2 separate regions of the Rattus norvegicus genome follow, and region 1 is linked to region 2. Evidence: chromatin contacts called from public Hi-C data. All regions are on one chromosome and are shown on one strand. Each heading gives the region's core, a stretch centred on a gene start, on an enhancer-like site or on the middle of the called end of the contact. The rest is flanking DNA. Distances are from core to core; before and after follow the strand shown. Region 1 has its middle 270 kb from the start of Emp1. Region 2 has its middle 80 kb from the start of Emp1.

Region 1 (3,778 bases), core at 119-2,618, 190 kb before region 2:
CCTTCTGTTACAAGTTCCCTGAGTAGCCTCAGGTGGGACAATCATGTTGACCTTAATCTCCTCTTTGTTACATAGGGGACCAAAAAAAGATCTTAACTCTCTCCATGCAGCTGAAAGATGATAGGTTTCAGCTCATTGTAGAGACGTGCCTTCCTAGAGTCAGAGCTGCAGAAAGCTCTCTCTTTCTCTCTCTCTCTCTCTCTCTCTCTCTCTCTCTTTCTCTCTCTCTCTCTGCATTTATTTTTTTAATTGGATATTTTCTTTACTTACATTTCAAATATTATCCCCTTTCTCGATTTCCCCTGTGGAGTCCCCTTACCTCTTCCCCCTCCCCCTGCCTCTATGAGAGTGTTCCCCCACCCACCCACTCCCTCCCATCTCCTTGCCCTGGCATTCCCCTACACAGGGACATTGAGCCTTCACAGGGCCAAGGGCCTCTCCTCTCATTGATGCCTGACAAGGCCATCCCCTGCTACATATGTAGCTGGAGCCATGAGTCCCTCCATGTGTGCTCTTTGGTTGGTGGCTTAGGCTCTGGAAGTGCTGGGGGGGGGTCTGGTTGGTTGATATTGTTGTTCTTCCTATGGGGTTGAAAACAAATTCAGCCCCTTTAATCCTTTCTCTAACTCCTCCATTGGGGACCCCATGCTCAGTCCAATGGTTGGTTGAGAGCAGCCGACTCTGTATTTGTCAGACTCTGGCAGAGCCTCTCCGGAGACAGCTATATCAGGCTCCTGTCAGCATGCACTTCTTGGCATCCATAATACTGTCTGGGTTTGGTGACAGTATATGGGATGGATCCCCAGGTGGGGCTGTCTCTGCAGAGTTCTTTTCTTCTTCATATGAGTTTCATTCTAAACCCTAGAAGGCAGTCGTTACTAACCATAGAACCTGGTAGATGTGAGAGGGTGAGGAAAAGGAAGAAAGAAATCAAGAAGCTTCTTTTCCCTTTAACTTCTCCTTCTGGCAGCCAAATAACACATCTTGTCTCAGAGCGGCTTTCATGGCATATAATTTAGGGCCAGAAATAGATGACTGTTAGTAACACATATACAACACACACACACACACACACACACACACACACACACACACACACATTCCTCTCTCTATTCTGACATCCACAAAAATATTGCAGATCAAGAAGATAAGCTGTGTGAATTGTGACACACCTTTTCCTTTTCCCACAAGCTGCAGGGCTGTCTGTGTGCATCTGTCCTTTCTTCTTCCTCTTGTTTTCAATTACTTCTCCTCTCTGTTTTATATCTGTCTTTGCTCTCCTTATCTTCTTTGCCCCCACCCACACCCTGTGTCCTTACTGTGGCAACTCTATAAAGCTCATTTCTCCCTTCTAAAGCCTTCATTGAGGAGCATTCTTCCCCTTCCCAAAGGCAGGGTTGACCTTTATTAGTCTTCCCTAGGATTCTGAAGCTTAGAGGAGTAAGAGACACTACTGCATGGACAGAAAGACCTAGAAAATAAGAATCACAATAAAGCTATAATCAAGAAAGTCAGAACTAGTAAGTCTAGTGGCTCATGAGAGGATGCAGCATGAGGATTTCTGGGAGTTTGAGGCTAGCCTGCACTCCAAAGTGAACTTAAAGTCAACCAGAGCTCTGTAGTGCGTACTACATCAGCCTGGGCTTCACAATGGTCCTGTGTTTCAAAAAGGAAAAAGAAGACTGGTAATAAAATGTTTGTGTCACTGTTATTATCACAGAACCAAGAAGAGGATCTGACCTGTTGTGATAGTATAAGTATGATAGACAAATTGACAATTAAATGAAATTTACGTTTGTATCACATAAAATTGACCCCATGAACTCTTCAGTGCCTCATTTCAACTGAACCTCAAAACAATGAAAATAAGGCCAGAGAGGCATAAAGGACAGGGTTTATCCTCTCCTCTAAGATGCATAGCCATTGAGTGACAGATTCGGAATGTATTCCCACATATATCCAATCACCGTCTTCCTATTCATCATAATGACTTAGAGTGTTCTACTCCTATGCCCTTCTTCAGTCTTCTACAATTTTTTTACTGTATCTCCAATCTTAAAAAGGTGCCACAAATTGGGGACGGGTAAATGAGCATACCCTTAGTGGACGAATCACTGAGAGGGTGGGTGGACACATATCCCACCCATTCCCCCAAATTCAAATAGTGATCTAAATGAAATTTGACTCGAGATACATTGCATTATATCCTACCTTCTGGTCTGCTTATGGGCAACCCACACAGCAGCATGTTAGCCTCTACATCACGCTTCCAAATCTTTAATAAACCCTCTCTGGAAATTCCAGGCCATCTTAGTTCTGCCATACCCCATCTCTAACACTAGCTGATTCTCTCCCTTATAAACAGGCACTGCCTTATCCTTCTTCCTACCATATACTCAAGTTTCTTCCACAGCCAAGACTAGTTAATTTTCCTTATCTATTAATTAAAGGAGGAGAACTTAGTCTAACTACACATCTGCTATTTCAGGATATTCGATCACACTGTGAGCCATGAGATTATGTGGTTTACTGGAAAAACCCTGCTTCTAGTTATGGTATGTAGCTCACCCTTAGCACACAGCTTTAATCCCAAATAATGAAGGTAAAGTTATCTAGAATACAGACACTCCCTTAGCACACACCTTTAATCCCAAATAATGAAGGTAAAGTTAGTTTGTAGATAGAAGAACCAATGTCTGAAAGTGGTGTCTAATTGAGTGGCAGACAAATTGATGAATCAGAGAAAGATTTGACAGAATAGGATATGCCCAACTCTCATGAGAAGAGAGAGGAAAGGGAAGCTACTTAAGGGGCAGTGCAAAAAAAAAAAAAAAAAAAAAAAAGAAGAGAGGAAGTTTTACTTGAACCATTATAGAGAGACAGGTTGCAAAGAGAGATCAAGCTAAACACAGCTAAAGACAGAAGAAGCCGGAGAGTGAGAAAGAGCCAGAAGCTTATAACATTGCCAGAGTTTGTTTGAAGCCAAGAAGAGCAATTCGGTCAGAAGCCAAAAGAAGTAAGATTGAATCAGTCAGCTCGGAGAGGAGTTTGAGACAGAAGAGCTGAGTTGACGTCAGCCAGAGATCAGAAAGGACTAGGAAGGGGTGAACTTCTTCAGCAGCAAATCTTAGAAGCTGAAAACATTTTAGGTCTGGATAAGATTGTACAGAAGTGAGACGCTTTCAAGACTGGGCCTAGACTTAGCAAACAGAGGCAGTAAGCACTGGAGAAGACAGTTACATCAGATGAATTCATAAAACACAATCTTATCATTGGGAGCTTATCCTTTACCTGTATTTTATTAGTGAGAAAACTGAAAACATGAGTTTGATGGATTAGAGCAAATAACAGGGTCGTGTTTGTCACTTTAATGAGTGATGGTGCAGATAATAAATAGTTGGAATAGAATTCAAGGCCATGTCTTTCTATCTATGAAAGTCAAGCTTTCTGGGGTAGATGATTATCCTCTTGCAATCCTTGTTCTATTGGTGCCCCTTCTAGTTTGGGACAACAGAAAAAAAAATGAAAACATCAATGAATTTTTAAAAATCAATTCTCAGTCTCTAAGCATTTGTAAACATCTTAGTGATTCTTTAAAACTGTTTTAATCTTTTATTTTGTCAGAGATCCTAAGGAACAGTGTATACAGAACTTAGCCCCAGTGTAGTTTTATTTATGAATTAGAGTAACTTGTTATTAGTTCCATTTTTCAGACTGAGTCATCAGACTATTTCCTATGTGGCCTACACTTACCACATGAGCAAGGGATGGCTGTGGA
Region 2 (3,702 bases), core at 1,144-3,643:
CGCGGAAATCCCCAGAGACACAACTCCCAAGTCTGTAGTCATAGGAGCATAGCATAACCAAGGGAGACATAATGGACAAGTAAACACTTTCAGGGTGGCTTTTCCCAGGGAGACACAAACAAATGTCTTTTGACCCAAGGTAGGGTACCAACAGTAGACCAAAGGAATGGTCACAGCCACGTCCTTGTAAAACAATGTGTTTATTTCAAGAGCATGGCTGACTGGGCACTTGCTGAAGTATGTGAGTCCAAGGGTTAATGCACGATTATCATGGAGGGAAGCAGATGCCCATGACACTAAGCAGTAGCTGAGAGTTTTACATCCTGATGCATGGGCAGCAAGTAGTAAAAGAGACCTCAGAGCCCACCCCAGAGACACACCTTCTCTGACAAGGCCACCTCGGTTCCAATAAAGCCTCACCTCCTAATCTTTCCCAAACATGTCCACTTCCTGATGACTAAGCATTCCACATATAAGTGCCTATGGGGATGGTTCTCGTTGAAACCACCACAAGGTGATAGCTAGTGTGGTTCTGAATGAAAGTGCGGGTTGTCTGCCAAGACCAGCCTCTGGTAGTGTAGGAAATCAGAGGTGGAAAAACAGATTCAGAACAAAACCCTGACCCACAGGATCAAGAACGGGCCTGGGCGCTCTGAGGCAGTGGGCGGCACCTTCCCTCTAAGTCAACAGAGCCAATAGAGTGATATACCACAGGATATATCTCAGGACAGAGTAAGGAATATTCAAATGGCCTCACTGCTCGAAAGTCTTCTGGGGCACAGAACTGTCTTGTCCCAGAATCCTAATGCGTATCTCATGGAGAGACACCCCCTCTGAGAGTCTAATCTGCCACTAAGTTACCAGAAGCAAGCAGGAGATGAGAACACCGGTCCCCTCTCCTGATTCTCATCCATCCGTCCATTTGCTCACTCTTTTAAATCATCTATCCATCCATTTATATAGTCTTTCATTCACATGTTAGTGGAGGCCAGAGACTGGCAGACTGTCTTCTCATACTGCTCCCTCCCTACCTTGTGTTTTGAAATGGTCTCTCATTGAATCTGGAGTTCTCTGGTACATCTAGCCTGGCCGGACAGCAAGTCCCTGTCTGTCTCCCTAGCACTGGGACTACAGGTGCATAGTAGCACATCTGGCTTTATATGTGACCACTGGGGATGTGAACTCGGGTCCTCCTCATGCTTGCAAAGCAAGCACTTTACCGACTGAACTGTAGTCCTTGTCCCCGTCATCCCAGTCCCCATTAGTAGCACCATTTTATTTAGCAACTACTATGCACTTGGCATGGAGTCTTTGCTACCAAGAGAGCAAGATAATTGTGATTTCTTTTTCTTCTCCCACAGGCAAGATTCTGTTATATATGACTCAGTTGTCAGGAATCTCCTCTACTGTCCTATCCTTTGATGGTCCATAGTTCCTTTGGACACTATGAGAAATGCAGACGCAGGGCCCAGATGTCACAGAGTCCACTACTACAAACTTTTAGACTTTCCATATCCACTTACCTACTTTCTGAAGCCTTGAATGAGAACAGGACACAACAACATACTTTCTCTATAGAATTGGGGACAGATATAACCAGCTTCACCTTAGACCTCTGGAGACTGACATATGAGCTGGTTCCAATGCTACCTCACACCAAGTGCCCACCCTGGGATATTTACTTAGAACATTCCTATATCCCATTTCTCTGCCTTCTGCCCCTCCCTCCCACCCCTGCCTCTGTGGGATTTTCATCAATCTTCTGTTCTCTTTACAGTATTTTCTGAATTATTATTATATGTGTTAATGGTGGCAGAACGCTGTACAATTATCCCCCAATTCATCAGGCTCCTTAACAGGCAAATGCCTTTTTCCCCCAATAAGTTTCACTGGCTGAGGCACCGATCTCGTCCTTGTTGCTACGGAAACCAGAACATTTCTCTGTTTTAATGGTATGTTGAAAGTACTGCGTGTGTACGTGTACACGTATGGTGCCTGCTGGCTTTCTCCACCCTTTCTGCCTTCCCTACCTCCATTGACCTGCCTGGCACTGTCCCGGTATCACATGCTTCCTAATGCCCCCCCCCATCCACAGCCCTGCTTGTCCCTTCGATGCCTCGCACCCTGCCTCCACCTCCCCCACCCTTCCATCTGGTGCTCTCAGCTGCTTGAAAAGAAACACCAGTTGGCTTTGCATGAAATTGAAGAGGGAGAGGGAAATAGAAGGTAATTGCAGAGACAAAAAGGCTTTGACCAGCCAGGTGTTTTCTGCTGGAAGGCCTGTGGCTTCAGCTGGCCACCTTCCTGGAGCAGGGACAACTCAGAGAGGGACAAGAGTAGAGAGTGGGGAGCTCAATGCAGGAGTAAAAGGACAAGGTCTCATATCTGGACAGCACCATCTGCTGCTACTGCTCTTGGGCACTAAGGAAGGCACCTCCCTCCAACTGTTTGTGTTTGGCTCGGAGTTAGGGGGACCATTGGTGGTGGAGAGGGCTCTGTTGAAACTTATTTGTTTATGCATTTATTCAACAAGCACTTCCTGAATGTTCAGTCCACGACAAGTGCTATTCTAAGCACCGAGGGGACACGGACACGGCCCCTGTCTTCAAGATGCATGACCTACTCCAAGTGTCACACAGCCTCTTACCCTCTCTGTGCTATCTTGGTGATTATAGTTTTAGAGACATATAGTCCATTATCATCATGGCAGGAAGCAAGTCACTGAAACAGTGGCTAAGAACTGTATCCTGATCTACAGGCAGTAGGCAGAGAGAAAGCCTGGAAACTTTAAAAGCCCACCACCTCTAGTGACACACTTTCTCCAACAAGGCCATACCTCCCAATTCTTCTAATCCTCCTCATATAGTGTCACTCTCTGATTCAAATATATATGCCTACAAGGAACATTCTTATTCAGACTATCACATTCTACTCTCTGGCTTCCATAGACTTACAGCTGTATCATAATGCAAAGCGTATTTAGTCAAGCTTCCGAAGTCCCCATAGTATTTCATAGTCCCAAATACAAAATCTCTTCTCAGACTCATGGCATTCTCTTAACTCTAACCCCCCTATAAAACAAAAAATAAAGAGCAGATCTCATACTTTCAACATTCCTTGGCACAGAATGCACATTACTATTCCAAAGGGGAGGAAATGAAGCACAATGAGTGTGCTGGGCAGTTTTATGTCAACTTGACACAAGCTAAAGTCACTTGAGAGGAGGAAACCTCAATTAAGAAAATGCCTCTATAAGATTGTGTTGCAGGCAGGTCCGTAAGAGTTTTTCTTTATTACTGATTGTGGGTAATGACATACCTAGGCTGGTGGTCACGGGTTCTATAAGAAAGCAGACTGAACAAGCCACAAGGACCAACCAGTAAGCAGCACCCATCCACAGTCTCTGCATCAGCTTCTGCCTCAAGGTTCCTGCCCAGCATGAGTTCCTGTCCTGACTTCCTTTGATGATGAACAGCTATATGGAAGTATAAGCCAAATAAACCCCTTTCTCCCCACATTGCTTTGGTCATAGTGTTTTGTCACAGCAATCAGAACCTTGACTACAAGAGTCAGAAAATACTGGACCAACAAAAGACAAAAACCATCAGGGCAAACACTAAACTTGCATCTCCATGTCTGATGTCAAAGCACTCATCCAGTCACCTACTCCTTTCAGCCTTGCTGACAGTGACACACTTCTTT

Evidence for each region. Hi-C and Micro-C count contacts between places; a contact is called where the count stands out from the background.
Region 1: a contact with region 2 is called in a Hi-C map of frontal cortex, with 2.2 times the contacts expected there. The contact joins two enhancer-like sites. A contact is called at or near these places in 2 of 12 Hi-C or Micro-C datasets (frontal cortex and prefrontal cortex).

What each region holds. Positions count from the first base shown.
Region 1 is chr4:170,215,586-170,219,363 of GRCr8, reverse strand. No RefSeq gene overlaps it. Among named protein-coding and RNA genes, the nearest start is that of Emp1, 270 kb to the right of the region's middle. Within about 2 kb of position 1,368, at least 2 of the 93 cell types and tissues checked have an H3K27ac peak or open chromatin away from gene starts, as enhancers often do.
Region 2 is chr4:170,022,517-170,026,218 of GRCr8, reverse strand. No RefSeq gene overlaps it. Among named protein-coding and RNA genes, the nearest start is that of Emp1, 80 kb to the right of the region's middle. Within about 2 kb of position 2,393, at least 11 of the 93 cell types and tissues checked have an H3K27ac peak or open chromatin away from gene starts, as enhancers often do.